Linked DNA regions of Zea mays: regions 2 and 3 are each linked to region 1. The links are chromatin contacts, called in public Hi-C maps. All regions are on one chromosome and are shown on one strand. The core of a region is the stretch at or near the end of the contact, and the rest is flanking DNA. Distances in the headings are between cores, read along the strand shown.

Region 1 (5,032 bases), core at 1,611-4,110:
CTTTCGTGCGCCTCCTCCTGTGGTACCTGTTTTTGACCTAGGGGGATGTGAGTACAACAAGGTTGAGCTCACATACGTTCATCGCTCAACAAATTGTGGGGAATAATGTGCATGAACTCACCAAAAGTGGGAGCTCATGTGAAGTGTAAGGCTTACTAAAGGAGATGGTTAAAGCTGAGCATTGCTTTAGAGTTGGTCAAAATTTTATTAGTAGTTACTAAGTATAAGTAGATACCAACTCAATTAAGTAAGAGATCACAATTGATAATAACACCCGCGATGCAATGCATATGACAGATTAAGTTTAGTTCCATAAATTAATCATGCGAGAGTCCTGAGCTGCTCATGACCGCGAGCACTGCTGATATACCAGTTTTACACTCTGTAGAGGTTGCGCCCTTTACCCACAAGTCGTGTATCCCGTCTAGCCAAGGTTAGCTAGACCCTTAGACACTTCCGCGGTGAATGGATATGGATCCACTACGAGGCCTTTACAAAGTTTCACTAGCTTCAGAAAACCCACTACAGTTTCTAGAAAGCGCAATATAGGAATCCCCCGTCCGAAAAGCCATCGCAACATGATCACCCCGAGAACCTTCCTATACCGACAACTCCCCTACTGCCCTTGCCCCTTTCGGGTAAGGTAGTCCTCAACTAGCTTTCCTAATTAGTCAGCCAAGGGCGTCCCATTCCACCCTTATGGTAGCACGTGTTTCTCAAGTTAAGCTCTATGTTCCAATTAACACAATGATCTTGTCATGAACAATAATTAAACAACAGTATAACTGGAACATGATCATAATGTAATATTAATCCCCAAACCAGGTAGAGCAATAGCAAAACTACCCAAAAGTTCAGTGGTAAACAAGGTGTGGGATAAACAAGTCTAGAGAAACCTATTTGGTCCCATCAGATTAAACTGAGCATGTCATAGTGATTAATAGGAACATTATTGGGTAAAGAAAAGTGATCAAGGGCACAACTTGTCTTAGACTCAAGATTTCAGGTACCAACTTGTCTTCAAGTGACTCGTGAACTCACTGCTATTCATAGCAATACAACAAACATGGTATAGGCAAAATTAACATCACACCCAACATAAGAACAAACCGCATAATAATAATCTACGCGATGCTACGAGATCGTGAGTTCGAGAACCACCAAATTCGGAGTTACGATTATAAAGGTACGATTTTCCGAAGATCTACGTGATTAAATATTAAACTATATTATAAATTGGTTAATATACATCATATGAGAAAATATACTCCAAATAATTAATTAAACTTTAACCTAGATTATAGTTTGATTAGAAATCATATTTTAGTCAATTATCGTCATGGATTAATTTAACTTTGGTTGGAAGGATAAATCTACTAATAATAGGCTAACCTCTATCTATTTATAAAGATATGTTTTATGGTACAAATAATGTCATCACTGCGTAGGTAATTTTATTACGAAGCTAACGCAACCAGAACAGAGTAAAACAAAGTTAAAACACGTAAATTATGAGTTTTCTAAGATTTCAAGAATTATTTTTATACTTGGGAATCAATTTCCATGTTTATTTTATTATTTCTGAACTGGATGGACTACGGGCGCTATTCCTTAAATCTTCAGGGTTTAACCCGTGAAAAATCTGGACCTAACCGTACTGATCTCTCCACATACCCAGACTGCGGGTTGATTTAAAAGAAAACCGAGGGCTCTTTTGTATTTGTTTCACGGCTGAAAGGGTGTCCTTGATTCCCAGCTGCCCGATCTAAAACCAACGACATGCATTAGATCCCGTAAAACCAGAACCGGTATGTGATACCTGCCCTTGGATCCGAGATCCACGGCCCGAAATTCCCCCCGCAACGACACCATCCGATCCACCCATTCGTCAATCTGCAGCACTGATTTAAAATGACAAAGTTCTCACATATCTAATCGTGGCCGTTCCCTGATAGACCAACGTCCCATAGCTTGTTTGAGCCTAGCCGCCGATCCCTAGATCAACGGATGCGACCACGCCACCAACCCCAACTGAACACGGTGGCACCGCAGGGCATACCCGCGGCGGAGCTTCGCTGCCGGCCACACGATCCGACGCCTAATCGCCCAACCTTGAAATTGATCGGTGCTAAACTTAGAGGGGAAGATGGCGAACATGCAGAGAGGGTTCATACCGCCCATCGGAGTGGTGTTGGTGCTGACCATGGCGTGGTGTGATTATGCGGCGGAGGGAGAACTCCAGTGATAAATTCCTAGACCACGACGCGACGATATCTACAATACTCGGGTATATACTATGCGTGGATGATAATGGGAGCCCAGAGGGGTTTCTCACCGAAGAATGACGGCGTGTGCACCCTTGTCCACGTGATGATGCGGCTGCGCCATGGCTCCTAGGCTCCGGTGAGCACTTCTTGGACTCCAGTCTCCCACCCGCCTGGTGAAGATGCGACTCACCAGAGGCGAGCACCGTTGACCGCCCTAGTTTGCCGTTGAGGGTCTCAACAATGGTGTGGCGTGATCATGTCGACGACGAACTCCCTCATGCCCTGACCGTGGAGATGGCCAGGAGGATAGGTTCGAGCTCAGTTTTATTGTCCGAGAAGGTAGAACTCCCCAGCAACGGGCAGCACGCGATGGATAGGGAGGGTGTAACCACCCACGGCGGTATCGGCATATGAGTACGTCAGCAGGAGCCGCGGAGGTTCTGTTATGAGGGAATTGTTGGGGAAGATGACCTAACAGCATGGTCCCATTTGCCCGCGACCAGGGTTCTCCAGCGCATACGAGGGTAGGGAGGCTAGCGATTGGGTCCATGGTGTCTGCTGGCGCGAGAGCGTAGAGGGATGGGCCGCGTGGTGGTGTTGGTCGTGGGCCCGCATGTCAGCCGGCGAGGGAAGCTGGACCGGTTTGATGGGCCAAGCAGGTGTGGATTAGGCCCACAATGCATGTTTTCTTTATCTTTTTCTTTTCTATTTCAATTTTGTCTCTCTTTCTAAATTTCCAAATTTGGTAGTTTGAATTCAAATTTGCTGGTGAGTTTCACAAATTAAGTGCACAAATAAAGTACTAGCATGAAGAATTATAATTGTTTATATACATATATATATATATATTTTTCATTGTAATGTATTTTCCATTTTTTATTTCATTCTCTTTTCTTATTTCTCTTTCCATTTTCAAATTCTATTTTTCGAACTTAAACTTGTCTCATAAATTTGAATACAAATACAAAAATACAAGAATCCAACATGGAATGCACATTTATGCATTTATTTATTTGTCATTTGACTACTTTAATTCCTTTAGTTGAATATGCACAAAGAAAATAAGATCAAGAAATCCCCAAAACACTAGCATATAAGTATATTTATTTATTTATCCTATTATCTTCCTCTTATACCAATTTTGGGCATTACATGTAGGCCTTATCCACGTGCAAGCTGTGCTCTGCTTTCGGCCTCCTCTCGGACACTCCCCTTCATCTTCACTATCGAACTTTTGATCAAAATGTCATGGGCCTCGTTCCCTCCAGTACATGGTGGCGGTCATACTACAATCACGGTTGGTGTGGTTTCACAAGACCCTCACCCCACTTGATAAAATTACAACGACTCGCGCAAGAGCTGAGGGGTTTGTATGGGTTTTTATAACCTCACTCAATCTACTAGGAACAACCTAGAGCAAGCACAATAGCGGTCTAAATAATCTAAGAATTTCACAAAGCACCTACGCTAATCATCGAGTGATTCTATTAAGAACTTAGGTGTTTGGAGATATGGAGATGTGCCTGACTTCACTTGGTATGTTGCTTGAGCTCCCACACCCCCAAACAGCAGGGTGGGGTGGTATATATAGTCCAAAGAAAAACTAGCCATTAGAAAGCAAGTTGCAGCTTTCTGTGTGTAAGCAAAATGGACCTCAAGCCATTTGGATAAGTGATTTTGGTGTTTGATGATCAACATAACCTGTGGATGAATGTGTTTGCTAGTGTTTATGTTTGTAGTTCACAGGATGCTAAAGTGATTTGGACTAAGGCATTGAGGAAGCAACACCTCAAAAGAAGACATTATGAAGACCATAAGTGAAGATCAACAAGTACCAAGTGTTGGAACTTGCTCTCTTGGGCAAGTTGATCCAACGGGGGGAATGAAAGCAACGTAAACAGGGTTTCAACTTGAGATGGAAATAGCTCTGTTAATCCAGCCTCTCAAGGGCACTGTACGAGGATATTTATAGGTGCCTGAGTGCCCAACGTCTCAGTGTAAGGACACATGTACCCTCAGGCACCTGGACTATCCCCGGAATATTCCCATAAAGGAGGGTTACAGACTGTCATTACAGAAAAGCTATTACAAATTGGGCCCGTAACACGCTTCTCCGTGCGGGGCCTGTTACAACGGGCCGAATCCCACGTGGGCCTCGAGGCCGAGTGAGGATGTGGGACGGGGCGATGTCGTCATAGGCCTTCGTCTCGTAGTGCAGAAGGCGAAGGGTGGACCTCGCCGGTTCTTCTGCTTCCGTTGGCGCAGCGAGAAAGACGAAGGCTGAAGCGAAGGGTAGCGTCTTCGCCCTCACCCCAACACCAAGCAAAGTCCAAGACATGACGAAAAGTGTTGTCACTGGCCGACCGTCCGGCCGAGAGCACCAGACTGTCCAGTGCCACACCACTGGACTGTTCGGTGCACCAAGGAACAGTAGCCTGACAGCTAGTTCTTGGTGGCACTGTGGAGGAAAGCCACTGGACTGTCCGGGGTGACATCGGAGTGTCCAGTGCAAGGCTGACAACACCAACGGTCACTTGCCAGACCCAATGGCTAGTGGCGCACTGGATATAGTACCGGACTGTCCCGTGCCTACCACCAGACTATTTGGTGTGCCACAGAGAGCAACATCTTTTTCCAACGACTATATTTGAGTTGGGGCCTATTATATGCTTCACCCAACCGGCCATTTGAAGCTTTGGGAGCCCAAGCAACATACCAAGGCATATTGTAGACATTTCTAAGTGCTCAAACACCCAAGTGCTTAT
Region 2 (5,032 bases), core at 669-3,168, 950 kb before region 1:
CCCGGCTGAGTAGATCAGTGAACCGAGATCTTCCTGGTGGAAACCGGTTTACAAACCGGTTCAACCGGTTTACAAACCGGTTCAACCGGTTTTGGCTCTTTTCTCCCAACGGCTGCCAGCTTTTTGGGGATCCTTTAAATCCCGCCACACTCTCTCTCTTCATTACTTCTGCTCTCTCCACGATTTCTCAGCTGACCAAACTCCAAACAAGGGCATTCAATTCACATCTCACACCCGAAATCGCATCTCCTTCAATCGCTTGAAGGATCCTTGGTGTGAGGTGAAGTCGATCTAACGCGCTGTCAATTTCATCTTGATTCTCCCATTCTCTTTGTTCTTGAGCTCATTGCAAACTTAACCTTGTGCGGATTTGTTACTCTTGGAGCCTTGTGCTCCTTGACAGTTAGAGGTTGCTTGGGAGTCTCCAAATTTGTGGACGACCCCAAGAAGTTTATATTACCCGCTCTTTGAGCAAATTTGAGAAGAGATTGCCTTGACCTTTGTGGTCGGCTTGTGGAGGATTAGGGTTGGAAAAGACCCGGCCCTTTGTGGGCTCCTCAGCGAGGAGTAGGACACCTTTGTGGTGGTTGCCGAACCTCGGGTTAAATCGCATGTTCTTGTGCGTTCTTGTCAAGTGCCTAAAATTGTTGGTTGTTTTATATTCATTTATTTGAGTGGATTTTCTGTAGGGAAAGTCATTAGCAAAATCTTTCACTACTTCGTCATATTAGTTTAACTGATTATTTAATCTAAGTTGAGCAGGTTCAAACTTGTTCAGTTGTAAACAAAATCAACTGAACCGGTTTGCACCAGTGCAACTTTAATTTGACATATCTCGAAGTTTTTAGTGAAAAATTTCAGGTGTAGCCTATTCACCCCCTCTCTAGGCTACTTTCAGTGACCTGTCATGGACCGTCATCGCTGTTCACGTTGCAGAGCCGAACCCAAAGTATTGCTCGTCACGAGAAGTGACTAGGCTTCATTGGTGTTTGGTTTTAAATAGATGGTGGTCATCATAGAGGTGGTGTACTATAAATCAGCGATAGAGATAAAGTTCAAGACCGCATCCGAGATAGTGTTATTTATTTTACATCTTATCTACAATCTCGCTTCGGTCATTAGTAATTGGCGCCCAAATTAGGTCCAAGACACTCCTTCACACATTTTGCCTTTTTAAACGCAATAAAAAATATGGACCTTCCGATTTTCCGAACTATCCTCCAAGTTATTAGAGTTAATAGATAATCGTGGCTGGGCAAAATACTCGTGGCTCGTGAGCTCGCTCGACTCGTGGCCAGCTCGGCTCGACTCGACTCGGCTCGTTTCAATTTTATCACGAGCTGAGCTAACATCTCAGCTCGGTTCGTTAACGAGCCAGCTCGACACGAGCTCGAGCCAGCTCGTTAGCTCGAATGAGCTAGCATTTATCTGTAAAACAAAGCCTATACTTGTATTAGATGAATTAATAAGTGATGAACTATGTTAGTTTACGGTTTAGATGATGTGATATATAAAATTATGAGTATTGTTAGTCTTTTCTAGTGTTAAATTAGTATGAAATTAACTAGCAATTAATTATATTGTTGTATATATACATGTATAATATTTTTTGTTCTGGCTCGCGAGATAAACGAGCCAGCTCGAGCTCGCAAACGAGCCGAGCCGAGCTGATTCTCTGGCTCGGTTGCTTAACGAGCCGAGCCGAGCCAGCTCGTTTCCTTAACGAGCCAGCTCGAGCTCGGTCGAGCCGAGCCGAGTGGCTCGATATCCACCCCGATAATCACGTAAATTCTTTTTTGTGCGTGCATTGGCGATAGCGCTGCCTCCTCTTTGTAGCTGCTACCTGCTAGTTCTCACGTCACTGTAGTCTGTAACGTCGTCTTCTTACTCCCCCTATCCGACGCCGGGACAGGAATCAGCTTCCCCTCCATGCTCCGGCTGGAGCAATATCTCCGGTTGCTGCCGGCGACCAGCCACGCTACAGCGCCCGCGTTGATCTCGGGTTACTCTTTCCTCTCCAGTCCTCTCCCTCGCCTCAGTGCCCTCCGGCTAGCCCGCTCGCGGCCTCCCCCGCTCAGGGGCAAAACGTCGAGCCCCGTGCGCGCCTCGGCGGAGCCGGATTCTACGGTAAAGCGCGCGCCCGAGATGGCCCAGAGGGAGGTGGCGCGGGTGGTCGCGGATCAGGCGGTGGCGCGTTTGGGCGCGCGGCTGCTGCCGTCCGCCGTGCCTGCCGACGTCGTCGAGTTTCGCAACGCCGCCGGGAACGCCGTCGGCTCGCTCGACGTGCAACGGGGCTCTCCTGGCTCGTCGGTACAGTTCAATAGTGATCCTATTTTTTTTTTTCTTGTGGTAGTACCGTACCATGTTAGTATAATACAGCTTTCGTGTGGTTGCATACCAAAAGATAAGGGCATACTACTATACTGCTCTGTGCGTAATACGGTTATGGGATCTCCAGTATGACTCGGAATCGGCACATCATGCATTCCACCATTTTTCCTTGGTATATAGTACTCAAATACACACATCACCCCATATATGGCATCTGTATTGAATACCAAAAAATGGCTTGTGTTTCAGTTCAGTATGGTTTGGTGCACTTGCTGACCGCCTACTTCTCGCCAATTGGATAATTGTTGTCCACTGATCCATTCAAGGTGAATTGTCAAAGTTTTAGATGGAAATATTGCTAATGCAACTCTATCAAAGCATCTTGTCAATTGTAGGTTACTAACAGTTCTCCATTTGAGTCCCTTAGATTATTGTTGTGACTTGTGAGACTGCCGAGTTCCAGATAAAGAAACTGGCAATGATCCGTCCCGTGATTTCCAAAACTTAAACTGTAATCGCAGTCCAATCTGAATATCACTGTCATATATGTTGTTGTCCTTGAGCTGATAGTTCAATCTTAATATGTGATTTCAGTCATTGAAAACAGCAATGTCGTCGAGGATGGAAGAAAGCTTGCATTAACATGCTTCCTGTTTGCTACTGCTGTAAGATGTAGTAAAAAGAAACGATGACAGGACCTGATGTGCGTTTCCTCCTTGTCTACAGATTGATTTCATGCTGCAGTCCTCGCTTCACTGTGAAGTCCCGAACGGTGCCATTGACATCACCTCAATTCTCATTTTCCTGAACGCCTCGACGGACGCACCACATTTCCTACTGGAGCTCATACAAGGCAGCTCAACTTCAATGGTGGTGATTCTGGACCTGCTTCCACGGAAAGACCTCGCGTTTCACCCGGACTACCTGCAGAAGTACTACGAGGAAACTGGAATGGATGAGCAGCGCAGAAAGATCGAGGAGCTACCGCAGGCTCGTCCATACAGATCTCCGTCACTCTTCGTGCGCAGCGCATGCTCGCCTACAGCAATAATGGTGAGCATTGACTGTGGACAAGGGGGTGAGAAAGCCTTGGAAGAGATAATACATGGACAGTTAGCAAAGGTCATTCAGGAGGCTCTTCAGACTTGGCTTGACAACTGTGTTGATTCCACCATAGAGATGGATGAGGCGGAGAGGGACTGCCTGCTCAAGAGGGACCGGATTGTAAGGTCGAAATCGATAGAGGTTGACCTGACTGCAAACCTTCCCAGGATGTTTGGTCCGGATGTGTCTAGTCGGGTCATAACTGAAATCCGCAAGGCCTTTGGTGTACAAGAGCCGTAAGTCGTTCATAAATACAAGCATGTAGTTACTTTATTGTAGAGAAAAATTGTTGTGAGTCCATGAAACCCCCTTATTTGAACAATCGAAAGTATATGTGCTAAAGTTGTGTATATATTACTACCAAGTGCTAACTGAGATGATGAAAGTGAGCTATGCAGGTGAAGATGATCAGTTGTTAGGACCAGGTTTCCAGGAACAGTCTCTCATCACAGAGTTCCTAAGCCGTTCCTGTCTTCCTGATGCTAACATACCCAATAAGCATAAGAATTAGCTCTGCCTAAAAAGGAGGTACTGAATGGCGGTGTGTTTTGCTGCATCTTGTTTTATGTATATAAAACTTTGGTGTATATGGTGTACATATTAAAAAAATATCCATCCATGTTAGATCTACTATCCTTTGCCGCTGTATGTATTTTGCAAAGAACACTCTCCATCACCATTTTTCGCAATGTTCGGATATGGCATCATAATAGTATTATGTGTACCTGATATGTTCAAATGACAACTACAACCAGGTTGTTCCGTGTTCAAGCGAAACTGTGGCGAGCTAGCATAGCAGCAGCCACTCCTGAGCTCGGATGCACATGATGATGGTAACAAGTAATGTTCGATAATATCGGTCCTATGAAATTTGTTTTGATCCCGGAGGGGGGGGGGGGGGGGGGGGTCAAACAAGTAGCTACTGTCTTGTGCGTATCTGGACGTTGCATAGTTCGTGACGGCCGTTCGGGTTTATGCATTTGCTGGACTTTACATCAGTAACTTTTGGACTTTGGCGATAGGATGAAAATCTGTTTCAGAATGAAATTCACGTATGTATACAATTGTGCACGATAATACGTCAAGGAAATCCCTGGATTAAAACAAAGTGACACGTTGCGGTGTGCCTCATTGCATGGACGAGTTTTTCTCTATTTTTTGAATTGAATGCGTGAATTCAAACATTCAGCTTAAAGTAGTAAACTAATCAGAGCAGTAAAATGTTTGAGGATAAGATGTCCGAGTATCTCATCTTCCAAGTACAAAAGGAAATGAGAGTTCCAGCCGAAATGAGTTCATAGTTACTTTGGGATTGTCATGACATTGGATCCCGTCTTCCTCCTCACAGGAGACAAGGAAAAAAAAAAAGAAAGAAAGGCAACCGCAAAGTTATAACAAAGGCTACCCCAAAGTCTCGGCAGCTTGAAGGCAAAGTAGTAAATATGAGACCGAAAGCAAAAAGGCTTGAAGGTAAAACTGCAAATTGGGAATCCAGGCTTCAAACAGATATTTGAATTTAACGAGTGCCTCAGATGGACGCTTTGGAAGTGCATATCACCATGCCTGTGCACCAGAACATTCATCCAGAATTCACCAA
Region 3 (5,032 bases), core at 1,508-4,007, 840 kb after region 1:
GCTTCACACTCATTATTTACAAATGACATCAGGGTAGTATTGGATTTTCTCCTTTCTCTGCTATTACATAGGTCTTGGCCTTCTTTTTCCTTCGTCAGCTTGCGCGTGAAGCTTTTCCTCATGCCGAAGCTAATTGTTTCTTCTCATTCTCCCACCATTTTTGCGTACAAATGAATCTTCTATTTATGTTGCTTCGACCGAAAGCCAACTTTGTCAAGCCTTTGGCATTCACCTGAAACACACTTTATTATACCGAAATACTAGTGTTTTGAGGACCTTCAGCAAGGCAGCCCCCAACACTGAGTATAGCGAAGAAGAGGGTGAGGTGGGTAATGGGACACGAGAAACATTGTCGAGTGCTTCCCTTCTCACCCACAGGAAACAAAGGTACATCTGGGCACGTGTCGAGAGGAGGGGTGGCCAAAGGCCCTTGAAATGCGGAGGGAGCTTCAATGTCCATCAACTTTTAATAAAAGAAGATATTTATGTCGTTTTATTTTTCTATCATACTTTTTGTCCATATGCAAAATATAATAGGATAGTTTCTCTTAGAATCATTAAGAGTTCATTTTCTTGTCCTTCCAATTGTTACACCTAAAAAGATTCTAATCATCACATGGTAGATCTTTCAAAGAAGAGTGTCATCGATTATTTTAATCTAAGTAGTGGAGGTACGACATATGCATGCATATTTTTGGTTTGCTTAAAGAGACTACCAAAACAGATTTGGGCCTGATGTTGGCACCCATGGCATTGGATGCCACAAACAAATAAGAGCCACATAATATATGATTAGTAAATGTTCCTTACCTATGTCATTATTGTTGGTCACTTGTTTTTTATCTTCTAAAGGATATAAAAAACAAGGCAACACAAGTTATTAAATTGGAAGCTTCTCCCTCTAATTATGTCTTTTACTAAAATCAATTAAAGCTATAAGATAAAAGGATATTGCAATAAAGGTAATGATAATGGTATGCAAATCAAGAAGAGCAAAACATATCACTCCTCTAGTTGTGCGCACTTGTATTTACTTCCTTCCTTGCAAAATATTAAAATATTACAAATGTACCTTCGGCTTCATACAAGCTAGAGCTCGAAGGTATCTTCGAAGGTTGAGCAATCGGATGCTCAAGGTCCAGAAAAACATAATTTATGCATGTCACTATTCCTCTATTTATAGTTGTGGGGTACAACTTCGGTGAAATTACAATTGTGACCTTGGGCCTATACATTTGGCCTATTTTACATGCCAAGGGCAAAGTTGTCCTTTCCCTCTTTGGACTAGCATACTAAATTCCGAAGGTTCCTGGTGATACTTCCTTGCTTCGTCATTCATGAGCATATGGTATCCACCCGAAGTTTTCTCCTACAGAAATGTGTATATTGTCAGCTCTAACTGATGGCTACCTTCGACATTAGTCATGCAACATGTGAAAGAAGACAAAAAAATTGTTATTGGCTAAGTGTTTGGAGGACCTTCAGGGGAAGAAGGCCCCCAATACTAGCTGTAACACCCAAAATCTTACTTTGGACTTATTAGAAAGATTTTTTTAAAAAAATCTGAATTAATGCCGTTAATAGGAATTTTACTAGCTTAGAAATCATTTCTTGAAAATAAGTAAATGACAATATTATATTTGGAGTTGTTAAAGTTAGATGTTGGACTCAAAACTAGAAATTGAAAATCAATTACATAAAGAATTTCAAATATTGATATGAGTGAATTATCTTCTTCTCTCTCATGAATTAAGCATTAGTATTACTGAAAATAACAAAACAAATAATAAAATATTATTGCATCATGCTGGGATTATTTTGTTTGTTGCATCTAACTAGGAGCTTGAAATTCAAAACCTAATTTGAATTTGAATTTGGAATGTGGAAATTAAAATACAAAAGATAAAACAAAAGGAAAAAAGGGAAAAGGAAGCCATACCTGCGCTTGGACCTTTTTCCTGAAATCGGCCCACAACCACTGCTAGCCTGCTCGGCCCAGCTAGGCGGCGTGCCGCGCGGACAGGTGGGCCCCGCCTGTCCGGGGTCCGTTGCGCGTGCCACTGCCGGGTTTCTCACCAACAGCTGGGGCCCACCTGTCGGGTCCCTACCCTTCGTCATCACCGGATCGGAGCTCGCGCCAGCGACTGCGTAACAAACTCTGTGCGCCGAGGAAATCTCGCACTGTTGTTTCATGCCAGACTCGCCTCCTCGCGCCTATATAACCAGGTCATCTGTTCCTCCTCTTCGTCTCATGTGGCCGCGACCGAAGCCACCATATACCGGGTACAGGGCGGGGGTGAAGCAGAGAGCGCCGTCGCATGCGAACCGCCGCTAGGGAGTCGACTTGACCCGTAGAGCCTAGCCTAAAGTGAAACACAGGGTGCGTGGAAGGTGCGCTACATAATTCATTGCCGCGGAAGAGCCTAAATCGATGGTAATTCCTCATCTGAGTGCTCTCCGCCGCGAAGCCCTTCACGCCGAGGGCAGACTCGTCTCCACTCCGAACGTTGGTGAGAATCCTATTGAGTGCTTAGTTGGCGTCTCCGTTTCGCTTGGGCCGGTTGGATTAGGAGCTAGGGGCCATTTGCGCGGGGACCGTGTGCTCCGGCGATGGTGCCGTCGTGGTGACCCTGCGTCGTCGCGGTCTGGTCGTGGAAGACCATGGTCGTGGATGTAATCTCGAACGACCAGGATTGGGCCTAGGTGATGGATTCGGGCATATGGACGTGGTCCGTCCGATCTGCCGCAAGGGCGTACGGGGGTGAGTCCTGGGCCATTTAGATCGTGAGTCGTGACTGTTGATGCCCGTGGAACGTATAGGATTACCTCTCTGGCATTTTGAATCATAGCCGTCGATCCTAGATCCATTGGCTATGCTTATGTACCGGTTGGAAGAAGGATTTTCTAATCCTGGCCGTTAACGCAATCCAACGGTCAGGATGCGCCTGTACCCCTTCGTTGTGCGCAATCTATACTATACTTAAAGCACCAGTTTCAACGGTCGTCATACGTCATTTTTTACAAATAACCCCTCACAGCTATTTCAAATTAATCTGTTGCACGTCTATAGATGACAAACGACGCCCGACATGGGCTAGATGCACGCGGGCCACAACTATGGCACAGACACGTCATATCGGCCTGCTAACTGTGTCGGGTCAGCCCGTCGATCTATTTAATTAAATCAGCGTAAAATGTTAAAAAACGGTGCAGGAGGTGGGGTTCGAACCCATCCCTGATGGAAGAAGGGCGAGAGACACTGGGTAAAACTGTCTAACCAGTAGAACATCACGCTAAGATATTTTTAATATTGAATATAAATTGTATATAGGTATATACGTTTTTTGTAAAATAAAAAAATAATCGTGTCGGGCCGGGCCAGCATTACGGGCCGAGGCTACAGCCCAAGCACGACACGACGTTCTTTGCTCTTGCAAGCATTAGGTGGTTTCTAATACCACATTGGCGCAATGGGCTACATGGTGTTTGAGGTTGCTGAATTGGATGGAGCAGCAATGATTTGTCACACTAACAGCAAAATGAAAGGTTATTTGTTGGTTTTGAACGTTAGTAATTGCTACGAAGTAGCGTAATTTATATAAAGCGCATCCAGTTTTTATTGTTGTCTGCCTTTAGCAAATATTACATATTTTGATCTATCTTTTTTATAAGTTTGACTTCATGGGACTTATTTTATAAACTTGATCTCACAAACTTTCTCTTATTTGTTCTCTGTATGATGGAATTATGTCATTTTATAAGCTCTGTTCATTCAGTCAATCGTTGTGAACTCTCTTCTAATCGCTCACTTCATTGGCCGTGTTGTACCAAGACATATTTGTATGGAGTAAACAATAACATCAGTTAGCCAAATCAAAAAAAAATATTATAAAGAGAGCGGAGACAATCAATAAAAAATCTTGAAATTTTTTTGATGGATAGTTTATTGTTGTAAGCCATCGCAACGCACGGACAACCGACTAGTTTATAAAAGAACCCTCGGAATGTTGTGGAATCAATCCTCCATCCACAGCCAGTGTTGAATAATTACAACCACACCTTGGAATTTGTAGATTCAACCCCGAGCTTCTGGTAAATAGTGCCCGCAACCCAAAGGTGAAATAAAATGAGTGAAATTAATAAAGAAAAGGATTTTGAATATAAAAATAATTCCAGAAACTTGTTTAATTCATATTTAATTCATTTTAACACATTTTTGATCCATTCCAGTTGCATTAATCCCATATTAATTTTTTATCATCTAGTAACCTTGTATTACCATGAAATCTATGATTAAAATCTTGTACCTTATTTGCTTTATAGTGGACACTTAAACATTTGGAAAATTATAACTTTATAACCGTAGCTCCGAATTTAGTGGTTCTCGAACCTACGATCTCGTTACGATACGTAGACCGTTATTATGCAGTTTGTTCTTATGTTTGCTGTGACGTTATTTTTGCTATACCATGTTTGTTTGTATGGCGACGATTAGCAGCGAGGTTACGAATCACTTGAAGAGCAAGTTGGTACCTGTGAATCTTGAGTCTCAGGCAAGTTGTGCTCTTGATCACTTTTCTTTACCCAATAATGTTCATGTTAATCAATGTGAAATGCTCAGGTTAATTTGATGGGACCTAATAGGTTTCCCTAGCATTGTTTATCCCCCACCTTGCAAATAGATGAACTATTGGGTAGATTTGCTATTGTTCTACCTGGTTTTGGGAAAGTAATGTTATATTATGTTGATGTTCCAATTTTATTGTTGTTGATTATTGTTCATGATAAGATCATTATGTTAATTGGAACATGGAGAACCACCCGGGAAAACAGTGCTACCACAGCTGACTAATTAGTAAAGCTAGTGGGGGACTACCTTACCCGAAAGGGGCAAGGGCGGTAGAGGAGCTACGTATAGGGAGGTTCTCGGGTTGATCATGCTGCGATAATGTCGGCGTTTCGACCCCGGGGGGTCCTTGGACCGACGAGTGAAATTGTCGCTGCGTGTCCCAGCCTAGATTGGTTGGCGCGA

Evidence for each region. Hi-C and Micro-C count contacts between places; a contact is called where the count stands out from the background.
Region 2: a Hi-C map of ear shows a contact between it and region 1, with 2.3 times the contacts expected there. The contact joins the promoter of LOC100272914 here to the enhancer-like site in region 1. A contact is called at or near these places in 2 of 25 Hi-C or Micro-C datasets (ear and tassel).
Region 3: a contact with region 1 is called in a Hi-C map of ear, with 2.6 times the contacts expected there. The contact joins two enhancer-like sites. A contact is called at or near these places in 2 of 25 Hi-C or Micro-C datasets (bundle sheath and ear).

Annotation. Positions count from the first base shown.
Region 1 is chr1:143,571,314-143,576,345 of Zm-B73-REFERENCE-NAM-5.0, reverse strand. No RefSeq gene overlaps it. Among protein-coding and RNA genes, the nearest start is that of LOC100381809, 16 kb to the left of the region's middle. Within about 2 kb of position 2,860, at least 17 of the 20 cell types and tissues checked have an H3K27ac peak or open chromatin away from gene starts, as enhancers often do. A contact at or near this core is called in bundle sheath, ear and tassel, where this site is marked.
Region 2 is chr1:144,516,192-144,521,223 of Zm-B73-REFERENCE-NAM-5.0, reverse strand. It overlaps LOC100272914 (Red chlorophyll catabolite reductase chloroplastic), which reads left to right and starts at 1,918. Exons shown (of 2, transcript NM_001147366.1): 1 at 1,918-2,310; 2 at 3,058-4,066. The coding sequence starts at 1,930. The coding sequence ends at 3,675. It overlaps LOC103639186 (a long non-coding RNA gene), which reads right to left. Exons shown (of 2, transcript XR_559289.2): 2 at 4,608-4,998. LOC111590709 (small nucleolar RNA Z188) reads right to left here; the gene lies at 4,957-5,032.
Region 3 is chr1:142,731,211-142,736,242 of Zm-B73-REFERENCE-NAM-5.0, reverse strand. No RefSeq gene overlaps it. Among protein-coding and RNA genes, the nearest start is that of LOC100283512, 270 kb to the right of the region's middle. Within about 2 kb of position 2,757, at least 20 of the 20 cell types and tissues checked have an H3K27ac peak or open chromatin away from gene starts, as enhancers often do. A contact at or near this core is called in bundle sheath and ear, where this site is marked.